2 separate regions of the Hordeum vulgare genome follow, and region 2 is linked to region 1. A link is a contact called in public Hi-C data. All regions are on one chromosome and are shown on one strand. Each heading gives the region's core, a stretch centred on a gene start, on an enhancer-like site or on the middle of the called end of the contact. The rest is flanking DNA. Distances are from core to core; before and after follow the strand shown. Region 1 holds the start of LOC123447845 (non-lysosomal glucosylceramidase). Region 2 holds the start of LOC123447846 (serine carboxypeptidase-like 19).

Region 1 (7,059 bases), core at 2,938-5,437:
GAATCTTTTCCATGTACAAGATTGATACATCAAAATGCTACTCTCTAAATCTATTATATAGACTAACTCAATGTATAAACAATGGGGCCTGCTACGCATCCACCGGTGGATGTTTACTAAACATCCACCACTTGGAGGGCCGTCCGATCTACACGTAGCCGTCAGATCTGCTCCGGTCAGGCACCCCATAATTCCTGAAACGATGGCTGAGTTGCAGAAACTTTCGCTTTGTTGCAAAAAATAAACTTTGGACCCGTTAATTCCTGAAACAACGGTCGAGTTTCAGAAACAATTTGCTTGTTGCAGGATTTTTTTTCTTCGTCTTTCTGCAACATAGGTACTTCTGCGGGAGAATTTTTTGCAACAAAGGTCATGTTTCAGGAATTTTTACAACAAAGGTCAAGTTGCGGAATTTTTTTGCAATGTTCATGGGCGGCATGGGCGGCTGGCGGCGGCCGGATGGTCAGAACATAAATCTATAGTAGACCACTGCAACATCGTATATGTTTCAGAAACATAGTCTTTGTTGCAGAACCGCATAGTCACTTGGACGCGTGTCTTACAGGGGAGGTGGCTGATGCGGTCATTATAATCCGCCGGCTGATGGTTAGCTTTTCCCATAAACAATAAACTAAGAAACACACTGTCATATACTTACTTTGGCAAATCCGATTTCCCAGGATGCAACACTGTAGAATATTTTCTGCCGTCTTTGCGGGAAATGAAGGCCTAAAACAAAATGTATTCAGATATCATGTCAAATTTCCAATATAAATATGTTTGTTTATTTATTTTCTAACTCATAGGAACTAGCATAACAGGGTAGTCATATATCTCACTTGGCAACTAATGCATGGCTGCAACATGCGGGTAAGAGTTGGAGAGCGTTTAAATAGACCATTTACTTATGAGACTATTGTTCTGTTCATTTCAAGTAAAATCTTACTGATCCAAACATATGAATGTTATAATCAAGTATGACACCCCCAAAGAATGGTATAAAGGTTTCACTATCATACTCATTATAACATTTTGTAGTCCCTTCAAAGAATGGTGTCTTCATATTTTTACCACTTGTGAGGATTTTGTCTGTTCTTCCTCTATTTTGTTCTCAAAGGGTTAGGTTTAGCCCGTAAGAAAACATTGTTAGGAGTTTAGTCCGTAATGTTTAAACTTCTATCAGACAGCAGGGAGGCAGAAAAAGAAAATTATATAATCTTTGGGCCACAATACAAGCTGCATTGGTAGCCCACTTAACTTAATGTGACCCCTGCTTAACCAGTGATTTATATATAATTTTATGAATATATTGTTGCAGTAGACCAAACCGCTACCTTGATAGCAGCTTCTATCATGGTCATGTCGATTACAACAGCAATGATATAAACAAAAAGAGCACATATATGTGCCAAAGTGGAATGGAAAAGAAGAATATTTAGGACTTACAGAAAATTGATTTGCCATTACTGGCTTATCTTCACAAGCTCCTGGGAACAATTGCCAGCGTTGAAACTCACCTTTGCAGCTTCTTCCAATACTTCCTGCACTACAATCTTCCAACAATTAGAGGATAGTGTACTGAAAGCTCCATTAAACAAAAGAAGAGTTTTGAAGCATGCACTATTAAAAAATTCTTGGAGAAAATAAACATAAATTCTACGAGGGGATACAATAATTTTATTCATCAGTAGTGAAAAAGTACAAATGCAGAACACACTCGTCCATATTTCAGTATGATACTTGCCTCCAATTCCAATTTTTATCCCTAGTTAGCACAATAAATTACATGCAGGCGACTGCAAGTGCAAACATGATTTATCAGCATACTGATCAATAAATAGGCTTTAAGTATATATCGTTTTCCCCAAGGAGTTCAGATCATTGAGAATGGATGAATAAATAGAATCAACAGAAGCCTCGGAAATAAGTAGAGTGAACAAATATATCAAACCCATTTGCTCATCGAACTTATTGGAACATGTTACATAAAAGCAAAAAAGTAAAGCAGGAACATGATAAGACAAGCACTGGATGGAAAGGCATTCAAAGTCCGCTAAGCTCACTTGTATGGCACACAGTTCAACAACTTAAAAGTAGTAAAATAAGTTTTCTATGATAACATAAAAACTATGATGGATTCCACACTCAACATCAATAAGGAATGCATGTTCACTGAGAGAAGTCAAGAAGGTATACCCAATTCCTCCAAGTGGAACACCCTGACCAGATCTTGCAGTGCGCTTCTTCATGGGATCAATAATAGCAGTCTGTACAAAACTAACAACGATCAGAAAGAGCATCTGTAAACGGGGAAAACTCCACAGAACAATGAGTAGTACAAGCAAACATGTGAAAGCGTACTCGTCCTTTTGAAGTTTCTTCAAGGATGTGTTGACCAAGACGTAAACCAAGACCAGCCTGCAACAATGAAATGAATCTAAGGCAAGGAGAAAATATAACAAGAAATGTGAAGAACAAAGCAAGAACAGCCAACAACAATCCTAGTAAGAACCCAAAAAACGTCAGAAAAAAAGCAGAACATAAGAATTCTAGTTAAGGTTGCCAATAATCATCATTATTCTTATAAAAAACAGCTGGACCATTAAAACAATTATTCTCAGATAAATTTCAGCAGACCATAAGATTAGGAGTTCCATAAAGGAGAAGACATACCATCTGCCGTATCTCCCTCCATGTAAGTCCGAATGCCGGCAAATCATATCTAACATGGCTTAGCTTGTGTTCCCATGTCAACTCTGGAATCTGTCCAGGATTAACCTTTTCCTGACAAGTCAAGGCACCATTTGAATCTCAAATCTGACGGAGGCACTAAATAAGCAAAAAAAGGGTGAATGGCAGTCGTACTATTTTCCCTTTTTTTCCTTTTCTTTTGAACTTGATCCACGTGTTCAAATTGGTGGTTAAAAGAGTTAAGAATGGATGACGTGCACAATGATCATCTGTCTTTATGTACACTATTAAGTATTTTTGGGCCGCATGTTACAAGGATTTGCTTGAGAACGGAGAGCAAGCAACTGTTATTGATAGTGAAGATGAATAACAGTAGTTTTTTTCCTTCTAATACACCGAGACACAAAACCTTTTGCATATTCTCAGAACAGAAGGTATCAAACATTTCAATTGTCAGTAAAGTGTCATGGTAAGGAACATATCTGGTGGCATCTTACAAATGAATCTTGGAAGAAATAACTCACTGAATTGACAATGCTTTGCGAATGTGAACTGTTCAGAGACACGCCGTTTGGTGGCTCATGGACATCCTTCACCATTTTTTCCTCCTTCGAGCTGGGCCTGTAAACAGATTGAAATCCGAATATGTAACAGGTGTACTGCTTTGGATTTCCTAACTATTTGAATATGTTCATTAGAAAAAGCATATAGGGATGGAACAAATACTGTCAGATCAACTCGAGATAGGGACGCTGTCAGCCATTTCCTGTATCCGGTACACGCAGATACTGAGTATCTAGCATCGGACTATCAATGGAGTTGCATGTGTAAAATAAATCGAGCATGTGAACTGAAGCTGACGACACTGTTGTGCTGGCTCATCAAACTTCAATAAAACTACCAATAAAAAAGATTCCTTGCTTTTACTTAATTGCAGAGACAGACAAACAACAGAGCACGGCATCTCATACACATACAGGGAGAAATGGATTTTTTTTCAGAACTGAACAACAGACGACGCCAAATTCTCAACGCACGCATTGATTATCACTAGATGAAAACAAACAGTGTTATCGTTCTCTATCCAGCTGCATGATGCAAACACGGCCCCTCGAAAATCGCAGAGAAAATACAACACGGGCAATCCTACCGGGGGAGGGAGGAAAATGGCGAGGACGGTCCCCGCAAGAACCAAGAACACCCGCGAGAAGCAACGGCCGGGGCGCCAAAAGGACCCCCTCCTCCTAGAAATCGGGAGAGAAAGCCCTGAATCGATCCGAGCGACAATGGGTGGGGAGGAAGAATCTGACCTTTCCCGATCTGAAATCCGCCCGCCGGGGATCTGAGCTCCGCCCGCCCCAGAAGGACTAGTCGGAAGGATTAGGAACCCGGGAGCGCGTGGGATGTTGGAGGAGGAGGAGACGAGACGATGCCTGCCCGGGAGCAATCGTATCTTAACCACCACGCACCGACGTGGCTTCTTCACCTGTGGCTTTTAGTTTACTCGAGGCTGGAGAAAAACCCCACGTATTTGCGGAGCCGTTCTGCCGTGGGGCCAGATCGGAAAGCGACATCGCATCACACAAATCTGATGGTCTGCAACGTACGTACATAAACATTCCGAGACAGCTGCTAAATTAAATTGAATCGAATTGAATTCAACAAATTTCAGATGCCTAGCTGACTTTTCTCCGTTCGACTTCAGACTTGTGCACAATTGGCCGTGCTTGAGCTCGTAGTCGTTTTCCAACCACAGGCCGATTGATGGTAAGCCCGCAAAAGAATAAAGAATATCTAGTTGAGTTTGAAAAACGCCCAAAATCTAACTATTGTAGTATGAGTTATACACATCACACAGGGACAGAAGGTCTGGCACGTTGATGTGACCATATGGCATCACCTTTCGTTTCCCTCCGCAGGTCGGCGTGCCGCGTGTGGTGAAGGTAGTCGGCCAGTGGGTCTATGGATGTGAACAAGGAAAATATTTTTCCGGAAAATGAGAACCATTTCGGACGGTAAGAATGAAATTTTTGTGCTCATGAAAGTAAGTTTCCACTATGGACGGAAATTAAGAAGCATGTCTGCATGCACATATGTACACATAATACTAGTTCTCAAAAGGCAAACAAATTTGAGGACAGTTCCAAGGAACACCGACCTCATGATTTAAGGTGTGGTCGGCATGAATTATAATGGAAGGCTCGAACAACTGCAGCGCCATACTGTCGTTGCAGCTCCTGTCATGTTCAAATATGATATGTGCATATTGCAGCTGAGCGTACCGATACGAACATGATGGCGGTGTCTCAACTCTGTCGAAACCAAGTTAGCTCCTCGAGTAGTTTAATTAGGGTTAGTACGCTTTGACCCAATTTGCTTGCTGGGTAGATGTCGTGAGAAATAAAGTATGGTTATCTCTTTGAGCCTGAAGATAATCGATGGCCATATCAAAACGTGCAATATTGCACTACAGGAATAAGATAATTTGTCGTTTGCCTCATCTTTGTCGTCTACCGGCAGATGGCAATAAAACTCTTTGCCATCAGCTTCCAAAAAACAGACGTCAAAGAACCCACTCATGACGAAGATACTATTTGCCATCAGTGCGTTCTTTGCCGTTTGTCGGCTGACGGCAAAGATGCGCCAGGCAGACGACAAAGAAAGTTGCCGCCAGCTCCATCTTTACCACCAGCCGCCACCTCTTTGCCATCTGCCTCTCCCTCTTTGTTGTCTGCTAGCAGATGGCAAGCACACGGCAAAGGGGATGATCGCGTAACGGTAGCGCCCGATCCCCTCCCACCCCATCCCCCCACCTCTCTTTCTCCCCCACTCCCCACCTCTATCTCTCTCCCTCACTCCCCACCTCTCTCTCTCTCCCCCATCTCCCCACCTCTGTGTCTCTCCCACGCCGCCCGCACCACCACCACCGCGCCGCCCCTCCTCCTGCGGGCTCTCCCGCTGCATCACCCCCTCGGTAACCGCATCTGACCCCTCACCCCTTCCCCGCTAGGGTTTCGCCAGCTGGCGCTTCCTTCCTTCCTTCCTTCTCATGGAGGACGTGTGCACATGTTCCCTCGCAGAGTCGGCGACGAACGCGTTCCTACAGGGGCTGGACCGGCACCGAAGGGGGCGCTGCACCCGGGGGGGAGGGAGAGCCCGGAGCTGCGATGGGCGCTCATGCGGAAGGTCTACGTCGTCCTCTGCGTGCATCTTCTCCTAATCGTTGTCGTCACGGTCGTCGTTGTCAAGGTCCGCGCCATCCCCCGCTTCTTTTTCTCCTCGTACGCCGGCCTCGGGCTCTATGTCTTCCTCCTCATCCTCCCCTTCGTCGGTGAGGCCTCAGACCATTTCTCCTCCATATTTTCCCTTAGAATTTCTGATCCAATCGATTGCGGGGAGGGTTTTCTCTTTTTTGGTGTAAGAAACTTTGTGAATTCTCGTCCCCAGAAAAGCTTTGTGAATTCTTTATTTTTGCAGGAATGTCCCATGCACTCTTAATTTTGCTTTACTATTGTAGAATGGGACGTGGTTGCTTTGTGAATTGCAGCTCGAGCATAATGTGTTACTAAAATGCTTCTTAATATTTTGCATGCAGTGTTGTGCTCATTGTCCATCTACCGCTAGAAGCACCCACTCAACCTGGTGCTGCTTGGTGTCTTCACAGTGGCCATCAGCTTCTCTGTGGGCTTGACATGTGCCTTTAATAGCGGTAATTGTCTTCCCACCATCAGATTATGTAAATTAGCTCCTGCTGCCAGCTCCTAGCTTGTTCTTGAGTCACTCTGCTGCTCCTGCACCATCAGATTCTTGAGTCACATCTGCAAGCTCCTAGCTTGTCCACCATCTGCCTTTAATGCCCCTCATTGTGTTAATTCACTACATATAAACGGGTAGTAGATATTTTCGTACTATTAGTTGGCTTGTTAGTTCCTATTAGCTCCTAGCCTGTTCACCATGTGCGGCAATTGATAGTTTCCTACTACTATTGTGAAGCATTTTGTTTGTTTGTGGACGGGGTTCAGAAATAGATGTGTTGTCAATTTGCCATGGCTATGAAAATGGTAGACACGGCCAAGCAGCCCATGTGACTGTAGTTGATGCATTTTCCTAGTCTGTGTTGAGGGTTAAATTGTAGCTGTTCGTCACCATTTATGATTGATATGCTTGCCTGAGTTAGAAGTATTTGTAGTACTGCCAGCTAGCAGGATTACTTTTTTAGAAGACCTTGCTTTTCTATTTTCAGCTGAGTAACCTTCGCTTTTTTATGAATAAAAGGGGTCACCCTGCTCCATTTTATTGATGAAGCATAAGACGACCGAGTTTACATCCATCAAACTAACAAAGACCATCACAGAAAGAAAACATCTC
Region 2 (6,822 bases), core at 1,523-4,022, 190 kb after region 1:
AAAAAAACGATTATTTCACATGGACTTACTTGGCAATCCATTGGAGGACGAGGAGGTTGATGTTTCAGCACTCCTGTTTCCTCCTTCAGGATCTTTCTTTCTGTATCCCCGTTACCTGGTCCGGAAGACGCATAAACACACCTTTTGTACAAAATGTGTGGATGCGAAATTTCATTCCACAGCTGCAGTGGAACATCAATTAGTTGGTTCAAAAGAACATATTAATGCGTCAAACAGATTAACAGAACCATATAGTAAGTTATTATACAGAGTCAAACACTGGAGAATGGCATGCTCGAGAGAGGGATACTTGTATCATTAATTTTCACTTGATTTGTATACGAAAGAAGAGGGAGAAAGTCCAAGTAGTTATATCCTTACTTGGCTGAACCTGTACAAAGCTTGAGCGCAGAGCACATTCTTGGGGTTGTTATAATCTTCCCCTTGGCAGTGCTCCGTTATCGTCTAAAGATCGATCACATGCAAGCACATGGAGACATAATTAACAAACCTCATATAGGCGCAAGTAGTAAACTGCAGGTCCATAGGTGAATGTGTTGGAGGCATGCCTAATTAATCACCTCATACAATTGATCGGAAATGATGCCCACTCCATGAAGAAATGGCACTCTAGATCCATAATCAATGCTTTCACCAGTAGCCGGGTTGCCGACCAGATAGCCCTGCTCAACAATACAAATTGTGGTCAGGTTGGGATTATGGCAGCTAAAGTTTTCTCGATAAAGAAAATATATTAATATCAAGAAGATATCAATTACATTCGATCTCTGCATCAATACGATATCAAACAGGTTGTCCAGACATCGAGGATGCAAACAACCAAACTATTACATAAGGAAACGATACGGTGTGAATTTAGAGCACCTTAAGATTAATTAACGGCCTCATTCCAGCTTCAATATCTGAAAAAAACATACCAGTATTTAAGCATGAATAAACTATCTGTTTTTCCAAAGGACCTTAAACGCCTCATCGGTGCAACATACCCTCTGATATCTTCTGTGCGAGAAATGGAACGATCTTTCCGCCGGATGAGTCTCCTCCGATGTAGAAAGGATTTGGGAGGTAATCAGGATGCTCGGTGAACCACTGATTAAAATGATAAATACAAAGTTGTAACTACGCAATTTTGTTCTTTGTCCTCTGGTATCCATCGATCCCTCGGGCAAATAGCAACAAATTTCCATACAAAATGCCCTTTTCTCCCTGTAGCTATTTGCGACGCTTACTTTACCCCATATTTTGGTTCGGATCACTTAACAACCCCAGCAAAAAAGTTCTGAGGTCTACAAAACCTCTTAACCAAAGATTGTTGATCGGGTTTTCAGGACAAAGTGTCAATTGCACGGCGACACCATGTCATATTCCTTCACCCTACGGTCTGCCGCGCGTCGATGAACTCCCTATGCGTGCTTTTGAATCGCTCCATCCGGCTGCCAAATGTGTCGTCCCCATCAGCCTCATAGACCGCACCTTTTAAGTAATAAAGTGACCTTTACCGAAAACCCCATCATCCGCCACGTAGTGAACCTTGTTCTAGACGCGGTCAGTGGCGATGAACAAGCGGGGCAAATTTAGGCCTCCTTTGGTTTGGAGGATTTTCACTGGAATTCTATAGGATAGGATTTTTGTAGATTTTTTTTCTTTAGAGCCCTTTAATTTATAGGAATTAGTGCATTCCAATTTCTACATATGATTGGTTCCTATCCTTCACATTTCAAAGGAAAATAAAACAGAGCCTAGACTTAATGGAAAAATTCCTATGATGTGAACCAAATGACATCTCTTTTCCTAATTCTACTCATAGGATTTGAGATGCATGTCATCTCATTTCCTACAAGTTTCCTATTCCTATAATAATCCTATCATATGAACCAAAGGAGACCTTGGGGATTTCTCCGTGAGACGAGCTTTTGTGTGTGTAATTGAGGCCATGATGGGAGTTTAGCACTAGACACGAACCCATTTTAAAAAACAGGCTACCAAGGCAGACCAACTTCAGGGGCGGCAAGCTTGCCGGAGCCGGAGAAGAAACTAGGGTTCCGGGGAAGGAAAGCGGACCGTTTTCCTTTGCATACCTTGGTGAGGAACTTCTTGAGCTGCAGCGAAGAAGAGACTTCTCCAACGTCATAGCCTCTGGGGTCCCGGGAGAAGGAGAAGCCGGCGCCGACCGGCGAGTCCACGAACAGGACACTGGCAACCTTGGTCCATGCGTAGGGGTGGTACCGCAGCCGCGGCACGGTACCGTTGTAGGGCTCTCCGATCAATCTCAACGGCCCTATCTCGAACAGCAGCGCGCTGAGGACGCTGCAGCGGTCGCCGCCGGTGAGCCAGACGACGACCGGGTCGCGCCGCGGGTCGCCCTCCGACTCGATGAAGTAGTAGAAGAGCTCCGAGCCGTTCTGCTCGTCCACGGTCACGTACCTGCCATGGCATGGACAAGGAGCTTGTGAGCGCGCGAGTGGGCTTGCAATGCAGTAAGTAGCTAGTAGGACCGAGGAATGCGTGCGTGCGTACGTACGTACCCGGTCTCAAGCCGGAACGGGAGGGGGCCGTCGAAGCCCGGAAGGCCGGCGACGAGCGTCGGGGCCGCGTCGGCGGCGAGGAGGAAGGGGCAGCCGCGCGGCAGAGCGGAGAAGAGGCAGAGGAGGAGGAGGAAGACGAGCCGCAGGGGCCGAGACACCTGCGCCTCCATGGTTTCCCGATGGAGACTTGCTCCCCTGGCCGTTCGGACCTCCATCGGTTGCTCCACCTGATTGCCAGCCGCTGACTTCGTTTAATACTAGTACAGTATACGTACCACGGAATAGGAGTAGTTGAGAAAGTCTGGCAGCACATGTACGTCACGGATCAGATAAAGACGGTGTGCATCTCGTGGGTCTTTTCCAGTGTTTTCCGGTAGCGGTACCGGAGAGAGGCGGAGACGGACAGGATGCGCGCGCGAGGCAGACAGCACGTCTGTGACGGAGCAACACCAACCACGTGCCGCCTTCTTCTGAAGTGAGTACGTATATACGGCCCTTGAAGCGGCGAAGCATGGCCGGTTCCGCCGTGGAGCAGGGCAATGGTCCGTGGTGTGTGTGTGTGTGTGTGTGTGTCAGGAATCGTTCACGATGAGCGAAGTGCAACCGCATCTACTACTGTACTACTTTTTAGGCATACACGGACCACAGTTTCAGAATGAAGAGGATGTGTGCCACAGTTTCGGAATGGCAGCAGATTCTCAATGAGTACCTGTACCTGAAGAGGATGTGTGCCACAATTTCAGGCTCTTTTTTGCAAAGCTGACAAAGGTCACAGTTGGGTCAATCCCTACTTTGGAGACGGTCCGCAGTCCAAACTCGGTTCTTGATGACAAGGCACGCAAAAAAAAAATGCATTTGAAAGACCATGATGGTGGAAATCCTCCCGTCAAATTGTATCTTCTAAGCGTTCGGGTCAAATTTATCTATGTAGTTGGTGGAGCTGAAACCTAAAGGATCTCTGAATACGGTCTATGTCTTGCTTATAGCGAGACAGTAGCTAAAAGCCTAAAAGGGAGCTACTATTTGATGCACACCGAGCTTCGTGACACACAAACGCGCAGCCTCCCTCCACCTGGCCCACACTTGTATTCAGACCCATCTGCTATGCGAGTCACCCCTGTTTTTCATTTTTCATTTTTGATATTCGTTATAATAATTCAGGATTTCCAAAAAGTCCAAAATTTTAAAAATAATGTGAAATTTTAAAAAAATTGCATTCAAAAAATGTTCGAGAATTTGAAAATACATTCATAAATTCAAAACAAATGTTCATGATGAAGAAACATTTGGAAAATCATATATTTTTCACATGTTCCAAAACAAAATGGTGAATTTAAACAGTACTCGAGGATCAAAAAATATTCGGGACCTCAAAAGGTACACGAATCAAAAAAAATATTAACGATTTAAAAATGTTCATAACTTTTGAAAAATGTTTTAGACTTTGAAAATTCAGAACTTTCAAAACAATCCGTAAATTTGTAAAAGAGGTTGGTGAGTCTATAAACAATATTCGCAAAATTCCAAAAAGAGTGTTCTTAAATTCAAAAAAATGTGCAAAAATTCACATAATCTTTACAAATTCAAAATACTCTACAAAACATGTTCGCAAATTAAGAAAATGTACACGATTCAAAAAATGTTCACATACGTGGAAAAATAAGTTCGTGAATTAAATAATTATTCACCTGTTTACAAAAATGATCATGAAATAAACAAATGTTAAAACAATTATTCACAATATAAAAATGGAAATAGTGAAAAATAAAATGGGAAGAACGAAAAAATATTATAAAATAAAAGAAAAAAACAAATCTGGTTAAAGCCAATGTTCTAAAACCCACGAACATGTTTTAAAACAAATAAAAAGAAAGGAAAATAAAGCGTCGATCGGAATGCCCTCCCCATGCGGCCCCGTCTCTGTACGGACCAGCCCATTTCAAAAACTTAAAGCGTTGATTAAGGGCGATTTCATACGGGGCGCACATTTAAAGTAACTGGTTGACAAGTTGACTCGTTGACCACATGACCATCTGAAAATTGACCATTGATTTTTCCTAATGTAGAAAAATAGAAATTTGAAAAGAGTCCACACATATTTGACAACAATTTGAAATTTTTAAAATTGAAAAATCTTCACAAATTTCAGAAAATTTCATGGATATGAAAAGAAGTTTGAAAATTTGAAAAAAAAAGTTTGAAAAATTCAAAAAAAAGATAAAATTAAGAATTGTTTAAAAAACCTACGAGAAAAAATATCATGCATTTAAAAAAGTTCAAGATGTTTAAAAAAAGCCAGTGCACTAAAAATACATGAAATAAAAAGAAAGTTGATGGATTTGATAAAAATGTCCACAAAAAATAAGAAAAGGAGAGGCATTACAAATAAAATAGAAGGACGAAAAAGGTAACCAACAAACTAAAAAAGAGAATAATAAAACCAAAAAATAAAATGCAGAGAAAACTGAGAAAAATCTAGCTGGGAAAATGTAAAAAGCCACCCAAATTGTTCTTCAAATTCGAAGAAATAAATTGCTTCAAATAAAAAAAGGAAAATGGAAAGAAAAAACGAACCAAAAAAAAGAAGAAAAAAGGTAACTGAAAAAAACTGGACCGACCCAGTCGGAGCGCCCCATGTGCGGCGCAAGGACTCCCGCAATGAGTGGCAGGTAGGAGCTCCCGCAATGAGCGACAGGTAGGAGCTCCCTTGAATAACAGGTCTCAAAGGTAGAATCGTACAAATCGCAAACCTTTGAGCCCTCATTGGACTGCCTACCAGCAGCGATATATTCTCTCTATCCATTTTTTGACCATGCAGTTTAAGAAGTTTTCATATATATTTTCCACATTCTGTTTTTCTCGGTTTTCAATGAAATTTTTGAAGCTTCCCCTTTTGGGGTTTATTGCCACCTTTCTTCCCTTTTCTGGATTTAAAAATGAAAATGGAAAAAGGCATGCAAATTTTATTAAATTGTCATATTTTTTCATAATTTCCTAGACAATTATTAAACTTCATATTATTTTTCAGATCATGATCTTTACATTTTTTGTGAACTTTTTTAATTCAGGAATTTATAATATTTTACAATGTTGTTAAAAATGCACTTTCAAAGTACTCCCTCCGTTCCTAAATATAAGTCTTTGTAGAGATTTCACTAGTAAACTACATACGGATGTATATAGACATACCTTATACTATAGATTCAATCATTTTGATCCGTATGTAGACCCTTAGTGGAATCGCTTAAAAGACTTATATTTAGGAACAGAGGGAGTATATTGATATTTTTTAGAAAATTCATGATGTTTTTTAGATTTGTACACATTTTGTAAAAAAATCATGAATTGTTTAGAGTGCATATTTTTTAAATTTGCTGAACATTTCAGAAACTAGAAAATTGAAATTTGTGAGCTTTATAAATATTTTAAAAAATAAATATCTTTGTAAACTCTTGGACATTTTTTAAACATTTCAAAATAGTTGTTTTTAAAGCAAGGTGCTACTAGATTTGTAACAACTTTTCCATTTTCCTGTGGGGGGGGGATACCAACTGATGGTTTCTTGGGACGGAAGGAGTACACTGGTTTGGAGTGAAGGAGCTCCGCTAGAGTGATTGGTTGGCACGGGTTGGCATTTTAGCACCTATCCTTCGCTATAGTGAAAATTAGGAACTCCCAGCAAACCCGTCCTCCGCATTCAATTTGGGAGGCCTCGGGCTAAGATCGCTTCCTTAGAAGCCTCTAATCAAAACGAACGTTGCTTACGAGTCAGATAGGCCCTCTTCCTCCTTGCACATGTCTTCTTTCCTCGATCGCCATTTTCCTTATCATTCTTGAGCTGGCCTAACCGATGGCCCTTGTCACCCACAACCGGTAGTGATTCCACTCATGCCACTTCGTCATGGTCAGTCCGAGTAGTTTTCTCTGCTAGTATGTTGTCGTACACGACAACCCCTCTAAGCCTTGTCCTTCCCCAGCACCGACAATTAGTCCCCACCTTGTTCGCACATTGTCAACCTCCTTCCTCTCCACCTCCATACTAATCATACATGAAAAAAAAGGAAAAGAAAACAAGACGAAAAAAGAAAACAAGAAAGTAAAACCATAGTTCAGGTGAAACGACAATAACACCAACTACTCCCTCCATTCCATAATATAAGTCTTTTTAGAGATTTCACTAGAGGACTACATACGGATGTATATAGACATATTTTAGAATGTAGATTCATTCATTTTGCTTCGTATGTAGTCCTTTAATAAAATCGCTTAAAAGACT

The links. A called contact is a pair of places that touch in the nucleus more often than the background predicts.
Region 2: a contact with region 1 is called in a Hi-C map of seedling, with 4 times the contacts expected there. The contact joins the promoter of LOC123447846 here to the promoter of LOC123447845 in region 1. A contact is called at or near these places in 3 of 6 Hi-C or Micro-C datasets (leaf and seedling).

The regions. Positions count from the first base shown.
Region 1 is chr4H:52,947,970-52,955,028 of MorexV3_pseudomolecules_assembly, forward strand. It overlaps LOC123447845 (non-lysosomal glucosylceramidase), which reads right to left and starts at 4,188. Exons shown (of 20, transcript XM_045124540.1): 1 at 4,002-4,188; 2 at 3,216-3,312; 3 at 2,674-2,784; 4 at 2,362-2,418; 5 at 2,197-2,267; 6 at 1,447-1,546; 7 at 659-729. The coding sequence starts at 3,290.
Region 2 is chr4H:53,137,174-53,143,995 of MorexV3_pseudomolecules_assembly, forward strand. LOC123447846 (serine carboxypeptidase-like 19) reads right to left here and starts at 2,773. Exons shown (of 10, transcript XM_045124545.1): 1 at 2,547-2,773; 2 at 2,100-2,445; 3 at 582-683; 4 at 382-465; 5 at 30-182. The coding sequence starts at 2,761.